Linked DNA regions of Canis lupus: region 1 is linked to region 2. Evidence: chromatin contacts called from public Hi-C data. All regions are on one chromosome and are shown on one strand. Each heading gives the region's core, a stretch centred on a gene start, on an enhancer-like site or on the middle of the called end of the contact. The rest is flanking DNA. Distances are from core to core; before and after follow the strand shown.

What was found. Hi-C and Micro-C count contacts between places; a contact is called where the count stands out from the background.
Region 1: a Hi-C map of skin fibroblasts shows a contact between it and region 2, with 2.3 times the contacts expected there. The contact joins the enhancer-like site here to the promoter of PLEKHG1 in region 2. A contact is called at or near these places in 2 of 9 Hi-C or Micro-C datasets (amygdala and skin fibroblasts).

The regions. Positions count from the first base shown.
Region 1 is chr1:41,678,341-41,683,654 of UU_Cfam_GSD_1.0, forward strand. PLEKHG1 (pleckstrin homology domain-containing family G member 1) reads left to right here. Exons shown (of 17, transcript XM_038526322.1): 9 at 1-20; 10 at 106-201; 11 at 394-480. Among named protein-coding and RNA genes, the nearest start is that of MTHFD1L, 36 kb to the right of the region's middle. Within about 2 kb of position 3,936, at least 4 of the 20 cell types and tissues checked have an H3K27ac peak or open chromatin away from gene starts, as enhancers often do.
Region 2 is chr1:41,478,561-41,484,545 of UU_Cfam_GSD_1.0, forward strand. It overlaps PLEKHG1 (pleckstrin homology domain-containing family G member 1), which reads left to right and starts at 3,265. Exons shown (of 17, transcript XM_038526322.1): 1 at 3,265-3,284.

The sequences.
Region 1 (5,314 bases), core at 2,686-5,185, 200 kb after region 2:
CATACAAAGCTCACATCCTTGTAGGTTCAAGTGTTGGTCCTGGGGAAGGGCTTCATTTCAGTCTCTTCCAAGTGCACCTCACCGTCTCTCTGCTCTCCCCCTCAGTGTGGCAACCTCATGCTGGTGGAAGTGATACCTAAGGAGCCGCTCAGCTTCAGCGTCTTCCACTATAAGAACCCAAAGCTGCAGCACACAGTCCAGGTAACAGCAGAGCCCTCACCTCCCTACAAGGCTCACTCTTGGCAATGATGAGCACTGTGTGCCGGCCAGCCCTTCTAGAGCCTTCTGGCCACACGATGTATTTCCCATCTTGCCAGAGGGTTATCAGAGGGTCTGACTTTTGTGAGTGGTAGAGGCATGAGTTGTCTGACTGTCCACATTGCCTTCTGGCAGGCTAAATCCCAGCAGGACAAACGCCTCTGGGTTCTGCACCTGAAGAGACTGATCCTGGAGAACCATGCGGCTAAGATTCCAGCTAAGGTAAGACAATGGGGTCAATAAACAATAGAATGTGAAGGAATTCAAGTCCTAGAAGGCAGCCTGACAGGAATAAATGTTCAACTTCAAAATAAAGAAAACTGAGAGAGAGAATACATATGGGATCAACTAAACCTATCAGGTATATTAAGAAGATTCACATATAGGGAGATTGTCAAAGGTTTTTTGGATATATTTTTTAAGGATTTATTTATTTTAGAGAGAGAGAAAGCAATGAGGGGGAGGGGCAATGGGAGAGGGACAGAATCCTCAAGCAGACTCCCCACTCAGCATGTAGTGCAATGCAGGGCTTGATCCCAGGGTCCTGAGAGCATGACCTGAGCGGAATGCTGAACTGACTGAGCCACCCAGGTGCTCAGGGTTTTATTGTTGTTGTTGTTGTTATATTTTCTTTTTGGGCTTGAGCAAGTTAAAAATAAGGAAAAGTCTATAAGAAAATTTCTAAGGAATTAGTAGAATGTAGTTGTGAGGAGTATTCGAAGCAACACTAAGCGCCTATTGTGAATAGAGCTAGCTTAAGTTTTGTGGGAATGCTCGGAAAAGAGGGTACAGACTCATCTGTGAAGGAGTTTGTAGATGAGGGAGCTAGCCATATATAAAACAAACTGCTAACGAGGATGAATTAATAGAGGTATAAGCCAAGCGTTATGGAAGGATAAAGTGTTCAATGACAGTTAAGCTTGGGAAGGAAGGGAATACGTTTTAGCTCAGTCTTGAAGGATGAGGAATATTTTTAGTAAGTGGAAGAAGAGGAAAACCAAGTTGAGGGAATAGCATAAACATAAACAAAGAGATACAAATGTGTGTACCATGTTCACAGCACAGAGATGGTGCCTAGGTGGAAGGGCTGAGTCCTGAGGAGATGGAGTAGGCGGTGAGGCTGGAGAAGTAGAAAGCACACACTAAGGAGTGCTCTGCTGGACTGAGAGGTCTTTGAAGGCACACACTAAGGAGTCTGATTGTATCGGTGGTAGGAAACTACTGAAGGCTTTGGAGGAAGGGGATGGCATGGTCGCCCCTATTTTTTTTAATAAATTTATTTTTTGGGATCCCTGGGTGGCGCAGCGATTTAGCGCCTGCCTTTGGCCCAGAGCGCGATCCTGGAGACCCGGGATCGAATCCCACGTCAGGCTCCCGGTGCATGGAGCCTGCTTCTCCCTCTGCCTGTGTCTCTGCCTCTCCTTCTGCCTGTGTCTCTGCCTCTCTCTGTGTGACTATCATAAATAAATAAAAATTTAAAAAAAATAAAAATAAAAATAAATTTATTTTTTATTGGTGTTCAATTTACCAACATACAGCATAGTTGCCCCTATTTTCTGAGAGTGTAACTTTAGGGATAGTGTGATAAATGAGCTGAAGGAGTGACACTGGAGGGAGGAGAAGAATTAGCAAGCCACCATCATGGGCTAGAAAAGAGATGAGGGGTGCTTGCAGGGAGCCCTAGCCACCGAGGGGAGCAGAGGCAAAAGCTCTCGCAGAGGCAGAGGGAATAATATGTGGCCCAGCAGGTGCATGAGAAGAGAGAGAAATAGGAGTCAGGGATGAGTCAGGGGTTGGGCCCAGAGGACGGTGCTGAGTTCTGAGCTAAGCTGCCAAGGGGAGGACCGGGTTGGGTGGGAGCAAGCAGGAGCTCTCAGTGTTGCGTGTGAGGAGGCGAGTCAACCCAGGTGGAAATTCCGGTCTCGTGAGCTGCCAATCCGGAGGCTCTTGACGCAGACAGTAATTGCAGCCCTGAGCTTGGATAGGATGGCCCATAAATGTGTGCGAAGGAAAGAACCCCTGGGAATCGCAACACCTAAGTGATCTGCAAGCAGGTGGAGACTTCAAGAATCAGCAGGGGAGAGTGACCAGGGAGGCAGTAGGAGAACCGAGGGAGAAAGGTGTGGTGACAAAGAAAAGAAAGGATTTCAAAGAGGGAGAGGCTAACAGCAGGCCCAAGTGCTACGGCCGTCACAACAGATTCAAACAGAAACAGATCTTCAGTTTGGCAAGTCAGGGAGAGTTTGCAGTGCATTGAAAAGTGGAAATGAGGGGCGCCTGGGTGGCGCAGCGGTTGATCATCTGCCTTTGGCTCAGGTGGTGATCCCAGGGTCGATCACGATCCCAGGGATCGAGTACTGCATCCGGCTTCCCTCAGGGAGCCTGCTTCTCCCACTGCCTGTGTGTCTGCCTCTCTCTGTGTGTTGCTCATGAATAAATAAGTGAAATCTTTAAGAGAGAGAAAGAAAGAAAAAGAGAAAGAGGAAGGAGGGAGGAGAGAGGGAGGAAGGAAGGAAATGAAGGAGTGGCAGGGTACTGGGTGCAAACTTCTTTAACAGAGTTCAGAAAAGATACAGGTGGTGGTTTGAGAGAGGTGAGATCAAAGCAAGACATTTGGTGTAGGTGACGAACACGGTGGACACGACAGTGGTCCGTGGGAGGAAAAAGGAAAGGAGAGCATAACGATACGTGAGGGGGGTGCTCTTTAGCGTCCACCCTGGGGTGCCAAGAGGGTAGGATCAGGAGTGCTGGGGGAGAGAAGAGTCTGGGAAGGTAGAAATCTCCTTCGCAGAGCTGGGAGAGAAGAAAGATGAGACAGGATAGAGAACCTTTGAGCTGGACTTGAGTGAAGGTAAAGAGTTGGTGAAGAGTTGGCTTTCACTGGAGTTGGTGATGGTGTCGTGTGTCTGGGGGGAGCCCAGGTGGGTCTGGGCGCCTGAGGGAAAGTGGAAAAGCTCAGAATACTTGCTGAGGGAAATGCAGGGATGACTAAAATAATTTGTGCATCTAAGACCTGAATGAAGGGGGTCACCGTGGATTAGTGTGATGTGGTCATTTAGAAATCCACTCAGTGGGGCGCCTGGGTGGCTCAGTTGGTTAATCATCTGCCTTTGGCTCAGGTCATGATCCCGGGATCCTGGGATCGAGTCCCGGGTCAGGCTCCCTGCTCAGTAGGGCGTCTGTTTCTCCCTCTCCCTGCCACCCGCCTTGTTTGTGTGCATTTTCTTGCTCTCTCTCTCTCTGTCAAATAAACAAATTTAAAAATCTTTTAAGAAATAAAAAGAAAAAAAGAAATCCACTCAGCAAGTTGGAAACTAGTGCTGAGGAAGCATAGTGCAGGGGGTTCCCCGAGGTGAGGCTCAGCAGAGCTACTCTGTAGTGGAAGGAAGATCAGTGGCACAGAGGGAACCAGCCAAGCTGCACAGTTGCGAGACCGAGCAGGATTTCCAGGCTGAGCTGAGAGTGAAGCTCATGGGGAGAATAGGCACATGAAGGACTGCTGGCCTGAAGAGTCCAAGAACTGGCTCAGCAGGAGTTAAAAGTGGGGAGATGGAAATGCAGAGGTCTGTAAGAGACTTAGAGTCCCTGTCTCTGAGTCCAAGCGGTTCTGGGTGCTAAGGTCCTGGGGGCTGCTGTGATTGTGTGTCGCTGATCCGGTGTGGAGGGCAAGGTCAGCAGAGATAAAGTGGCATGGTGAGGGCGGAGGATGGATGGTCCATGTGGATGGTGAAACGCTCCTTGCTGGCTGGGGGAGGAGTGACGCAGAGCAGAAGGTGGGATAGGGGGCATGAGAATAGAACTTGGGAGGGAAAATAAGGAACGGGAACATTTCTGAGAAAGGAGAGTCTATGTTGCTGTGTATTTTGAAAAACGTTTGAAGCTTATTCTCAGGGGCTGTCAGCATTGATCTCGTGTCCAGGAAATGAATGTGCATAGGTGTGTGCTTTGTGTTAGGCATGAGTCTCATTTCATCAGGGTGTTAAGAGGTGTAAGGTAGCTCATGCACAGAAGTGACTGTGTTTTCTTCATGGTTAGTTATTGGGTTGCTGGCCCTGTGCCGTGGAATGCCCTTCTGAGCAATGACAAAGTGTCTTTGATATGCCCCTATGGTTCACCTGTCTCCTGGGAAAATCAGAGCTGCCAGAGGATTCTGAAAGGCCATTACGAAACCAGACTAGCTTGCATACCTGTCCTCTTTCTCCCACGCAAGATGTGTGTATTCCAGGCAGTTTTCCCTTTATGCCTTAAAATGGTTCATATAGTCACAATAGAATTGCACTTTTTAACCCAAATTCCTGACCCTTTTAGAATCTAAACATTGCTTTTTTCAGGTACAACTTCTTGAGCACACACACAATGTGCTAACTACTTTATATTTCACCCTCAGCAAAACACCTTCTGAGAAAGTCTTATTCTCCCCATCTTAGAGGAATAAAAGCTCAGTGACATTAAGGTGCACTGCCCAAGTTTACGCAACTAGTAAATGACTGAGCCTGAGTCAAACCCAGGTCTGTCTGGGTGCAGAGAGCAAGTCTGAGCCACATTGCTCCCAGTGGCAATGAAAATACATCTATTTAATATATTTTATCCACTATGATGTTATAATAATTTTCTATTTGATTGAAACAGATTTATTAAACTGAACTTTTCACTTCTTTCTCCAAGATTTTTCCTTAAATTTTTTTCTCCAAAGCTTTCAAAATCTGTTTATTCCTCTTAAATAAAAGAAACACATAATGAGAATTCTTGTAAACATCAAAAAACACATCACCCGTCTGACACTATTACCACAAGCTGTTGGAAATTCCTTTGTGTGGCTCCCAACCTCCTTCCGGTCCTTTAATTCAGTGATGGTCCCTGGCTGACTCCTAGAGGAAAATGTGGGAATAGTACTTTTCTGAAATTAAAGGTCGCGACAGGATAAAAAAAAAATACTGAGTTCTTAGTTCTTAAAGTCTACATATATAGATAACCAGGAAACTTCTTGGAACTAGCCATTTTATTTATTCATATAGGTGATATATAAACTCACTCTCATCTAGATTGAGAACAAAGA
Region 2 (5,985 bases), core at 2,015-4,514:
TAGTGGGACATGCAGGAGAGCTAAAACCTGCTCCACCATGTATGGCTGTGTGGCCTTGACCGAATCACTGAAACTTCCTGAATCCCTGTGACCTTGTATGTAGTTTAAGGATTATAGTAACTATCTTACCAGGTCTGTATGAGGAGTGAATGAGATGCTATGGGGGACACTCAATAATCTTAAAAAGCCAGAGCATTTCTTCTGCAGAAGTATAATTGGTAGACCCATCTTATCTGAGTAGGAACAGGTATGCTGTGAGGGATATGCTAGGCCTAGGCTGGCTGTCCTCAGATCCTCCTTTTTCTGCTCAGTATCATAGGATTACAGGAAAGGCAATGGGGCACCCCTATCGGCTGAATATTCTGAGTTCCCCTGTCAGCTGCGTTCAACCCATGCTGGATTGTAGGGCAAGGGAAGGGAAAAACCAGGGTGTTTCTCCCCATTTCTGCAAGTATCTAAGGCAGGTTCTGGCTCTCAAAGACAGGTTCCCTTTATAACAATCCCTCTCTCTGCCTCTCCAACCTAGGGGAATGGAGGTTGGTTTTCTGCTGTTGGTAATTTCTGGACTTCCTCATCATCTCTCCTTTTGGATTCTTGGTTCTTCCATCACTTGTGGAATCGAGTCCTTGCATAAAATCTCTCTTTCTTAAATATTTTTAAGTGGTTTCTTTTTCCCTTGTTTGAGCTTGACTATCGTTGGAATTAATAATAAAAAAAAGCTCTCACCCAAAGAATCTTCCTGTTTCTAGATGCACCATTAGGAAGTCATTCCATTGGATTCTTTTCCTTAAAGGAGAGAGTAGCACATCACTAACATGGAATGCTAGCTACATAATAGCATGTTTACAACTCTTGCATTTCTCTTTCTTTCATCCATCCCACCACCTACCCACCCACGGAACTTTTTATATCTATTGTGTTAGGCACAAAGTGCTGGGCACACACAAATAAACTAGATATGCGGCGTGATAGACCAGGTGATCTCAAGATCTCCTCTGATGATCTGCAGGGTGGAGTGCATTCATTTGGGAAATCAGGAATGACAATGCAGATTAGGTGCCTGGTGCTGCACTTGGCGCTCAGTATCAATAGAAGATATTCCGTGAACCTGTTTCTACTTTCTACCTCCCACGTTTCACCTCATTAATAAACTGAGATGAACTGAATAATAACCATTCCAAAGATAAAGAACCAAAGTTCAGAACTGTTATCTGCCTAAGGGTAAGCAGCTAGTAGGTGACAGTCTGCAGCTGGCGGTCAGGTCACACTGCTTCTCTAAGTCAACTGTGCTAAGAAATGTGTGAGTATGTGGGATAAGGGAGTAGAGTAGCAGAGAAAGCATTTTGCCAGGAATTGGGAAACCCTAGTTCTAGTTCTAGCCCCTTCTCCAAGTTGTCCCCAACACCCTACCGGGAAGACAAATACACACATCAATTAGCTTCTTTGAGCCTGAGGCTCTTTGAGTGTCCTGTGAGACCGGCACATACCTCCCAGGAGTGATAAAGACCATCCGTGTGGTACTAGTTTACAAATGTGTTATACACGTGTGAGGTATTCCCATTCACTTCTACTGTGAGTAACAGCATAGAGAGATGGGGTGATTGGCAAGGTTTTGTGTGTGCTCCGTGTACTGGAAAGGGTCCTGAGTAAGCCTCCCAAGCCTCCATTTCCTGTCTGTGGAAAGAAGCTAGCACCTGTCTCATGGACCTCACAAGGTTATTGCAAGCCCATCTGAAATGATGCTTTGAAGATGGCAAATATCTGTTTTAGTCTCACTGCAAATCTTCCGTGGTAATGTAGTCCAAGCATAACCCAGTCTCATCGCTTAAGGTAATATAAGTCAGTCGTGGAGGCAAAATAAATTGTAAAACTGAGCATAAACCGCACATTGTAGGGAGAGAACTGTGACACTGTGTTTTCTTACTGCACAAAACCGTATTTTGTTTCAGATTTTTATTATAACGTTCATGTACATGCATAAAAGCAGACAAAAAGGGAGAAAATTGACAACAGTAACAGCTAACATGTGTCTAAGCTTTATTATCCAGGTTTGTTTGTTTATTTATTTATTTATTTATTTATTTATTTATCTATCTATCTATCTATCTATCCAGGTTTAGACTCCTAAGCCTTTCCTGAACATTACCTTGTTTAACTCACACACAGCAGCTCCAAGGTAGGCACTACCATCACTATCTCCCTTTTACAGATGAGACACAGAGAAGTTAACTAATTTGCTCAAGGTCACAAAGCTAATAACTGGTAAAGCTTAAGGTCTGTAAACAAGTAATGTGGGCATGCATTCCTACAAATTACAAAACCTCGTGGAGTCAACAGGCAAACAGGGTATGTCTGCTTTTGACGGGATAAGTGTTAAGAAACCACTTCGCATGCCTTTGGCGGTGATCCTAGGCACCTTTGACTGAAGTCATAATTTTACTACAGAGCCGGCGCCTTTAAACATTTATCAGGCTATTACAAAGGTTAGACTTCTCTCCTTTTCACTTTTACTTTCTCTAAGCAAAAGTTATTTGGTACATTAACTCAGGTGATTAGGGTAATGATGCCTGAAAACCTGAGCTTCCCCCCCCCCTTTTTGCATAGTATTACCCCAAAGCTTCTGTGCAATACTAGAATGTTGACTTTAAAAAATGATTTGGGGGTATTATTTTAAGGAAATCGAAGGGAAATTATCACGTCCAAGAGAAAGCTAGACCCGAAGATCCCGGAAAATGAAGAAAAAAATGATGTGTCTGCGAAAACGGTAGCTGGGATTTAAAAAAAAAAAAAAAAAAAAAAAAAAAAAAAATTCCCCAGGGGTTGTAATTTGACTGCGCTCTTTGGCAACGCTCCAGTGACAAGTCCAAGTGCTTGATCTCGCTCCTCGGCGCCCCCCTCCTCCTCCCCACCTTGCTCGCCCCGGGCCGCGGGGAGGAGGGACCGAAGATCCGCTGCTCCCGGCGGCGGAGCCCGCATCTCGGCGCTGGGAGGGGCGGGTTCGGGCGCGGCCGAGCCGAGGAAGAGGAAGTCCGAGCCCGAGCGGCGGTGCAGGGCGCTCCGCGAGCGCGGGAGCCGGGGCCGGAGCCGGAGCCGGAGCGGGAGCGGGAGCCGGGGCCGGAGCCGGAGCCGGAGCGGGAGCGGGAGCCGGAGCCGGAGCCGGAGCGCGAGCCGGAGCCGGAGCCGGAGCCGGGCCGGAGCCGGGCCGGAGCCCGAGCCCGCGCCGCGCAGCTTCACCCCCGCCGACCTGCGAGCGCGGCCCCCGCGCTGGAGCCGCGCGTCTCCGGGTAAGCGCCGGCTGCGCCCCGACCCCCGGGGTCGTCTTCCAGGGACGGGACCGCTCGCCGGGAGCCCCGGGAGCCTCGGCCCGGCCCCCTAATCCGCAGGTGGCGGCGGGCGGAGCGTGGGCCCCCCCGGGGTGCGGGCAGACGGTGCTTCCCGGAGCGCGCCCCCGCCGCGGGGACCCGGGGCCCGCTGCCCGCTGCCCGCCGCCGCCTGGAGGGGGCGACCCGCCGCCGCCCGGGCGCGGGTCCCCGGGCCCCCGAGTGCCGGCCGCAGCCCGGGCGCAGCCTGCATCTGCCGGCGCCGCGGTCCCGCCCCCCGCCGGCCCCGGGAAGGGCTTCCCGCGTCCCCCGGGATGTCGCAGAGCCCAGCCCCAAGGTGGTCCGAGCGCGCGACGCGGCGATGGGACAGGCCCCCGAGGTCTACCCGGCCTCCCGGGGCCCGCGAACCGCGGCGGGAGTCAGAGGCCGGGGCGCCGCGCCGGGCTCGGGGGACCCCCGCCCTGGTAGGAACCGCTCGGCCGGGGCGGGGGGGGCGGGGGTGCGGGGGGTGCCCGACAGCCAGCCTCCTTTGTGTCCTCCGTTGAGAGCCTGGTTCCTAAACCAGGAGCGTGCGGAGGCTTCCGACCCGGGGAACTCCAGGGTCTGCGGTTTCGTGCGCGGCGTTGCAGCCACGAGGGCCGGCGCGGGTGCTGGGGTCTGCTTGCTGGAGGTCTGCTTGCTCCTCCACGCTCCCGTGGACCACCCCCCAGCGGCCGTGGCTCCCGCACATATTTTTGAAGTCGCTGAGTGGGAGTCCCACGCCAGGCATCACAGAAGGCTAGGTGGAGCTCGGGGACGGCGGGGTCGGGGGTTTCCGACCGGGCGGATACAGGACTACCTCGCGTTTCGTTCTTCAGCCGGGAGGCGTTCCAGAATGTTGACTCCAGGTCAAATTTGTCATCTCACAGAACTCCGGGCCTAGAAAGGTCGTGCAATGTTATGAAAATAGTTATCAAGTGTTAAAATCAGCTGGCTTCTCAGTTTCTGTGGTTGGCTTACTTTTAAAGAATTTATAGGCTTTGGACTTTGAGTAGTCGCTTGTTGAAACCTTTCCAAGCCCTTCATGTCGGGGAATAAGAAACCTCTGTCCTGACTTGAGACCTGAGCAGGCTGCTCCAGCTCTGCTGCCCTTGGCTTCCCCTAAAGTGATGTGCATGAACCAGAGAGTTTCTAAAGCTTCGTGCTCCCTCCCCCTCGCCTCCCAGGGATATTTATTTGAGCCACAATATTCAAGACTTAGATACGAAAGTGATGGTTTGACATATGACCCTTCACTGTCTTTGAGTCCGGATTCCTAATTCTTCGCTTTCCTTTTGGTCCTATTTGAGGCCCCTGTCAAGCCACCAAACCCCACCCAAAGAAATGTCCCCAGAGTTGTCCCATCTCGCTGACCTCTTCCTCAGTAGGTCCTCTACAGCCATCACTGCCTGACCATCCCTTTCTGTCCCGCATCTGCTCTCTGAAGCTCCCTGATGAGGGACAGAGTGAGAAACAATTATCTCAAAGTCCAATCCCTGACCTAAAAATCATGCTTTCCTTGATCAGTTTTCCCTGCTCACCTCCCTCTGTACCATGGGTACCAGTTCTTTCAGTGACTTTAATATAGATGATATTACCAGGTAGAAGCTTAAATATTTCCATGGGAGACTCGATCTGTACTGCAAAGAGGTTAAACAATCACTTTTAAACAAATCAATAGAAAGCAGCAACATAATTTTTCGAAACCAAGAATAACCAGTACTATTTGGCTCTCCTTTGAGGATATGATTTTTAAGTGATTTAATTAAGATTTAATGGTTCAGAGTCTGACACATACACATGGGGAATGCTTGAGTGGCACTAAATCTTTTGAGCTCTTAGTAAACTGAAAACAATTCCTAGATCTATACTGTTTCTTAATGGCTGCAATCCATTTTTTTTGCAGGCTTCTCCTCCCTCCTGCTTTCATTGCTAGTGATTGGTCTTTCAAACAACTATCATCGTTTAATCCTCCTGCAGGGATGTTTTGATGCATGGAGTATTAAAAATAGAATGGATCCCGGATGATCTAGGCCTACATCTTAAAGATTTGGGAAAGCACTAGTGGTGAAGAAGTGCTCTGGAATTAACTGACTGTGAATGAAATTTGTCTCTCCGTAGCTCTGTAGCCCTGAGACCTTGACCCCTCTAAGGAAGTTATTTAGACACAGATTATTTTATAATCAGGAAAATATAACAATTATAGGTGGTCACTCTCTTGGGATTATCTCACCTTTGCTCATTTCTTCCTCTGTACATTTGGGAAATAATGACTCTTCCTTGTGGAGTCATGCTGAGCATTGATGATTATTAATGAGATAATCCATTGTAAGTGTTTGCCACACTGTATGCTTTAAAGATGATTGTTGTTGATAAACCAAGTCCCAGGAGTGAGTGTTTTCGCTGGAGGTTACATAGTTCTCTCCTGGCAGAACTGTGATTTAATTCAGGTTCAGTTGTCTTTACCCCAAACCCCACTACCTAGAAATGATGGTGGCATAGAGACATATTTTTTTTTTATTAAATGTGATGGTTCCTTCTTTCAGAGAAAAAAAAATCACTTGTCTTTTTTGTCTTGGGAAAAATACGGGTCCTAAAGCAAAATGGTCATATGTTCAGCAGAGATGGAAACATTTTCTAGACAAAG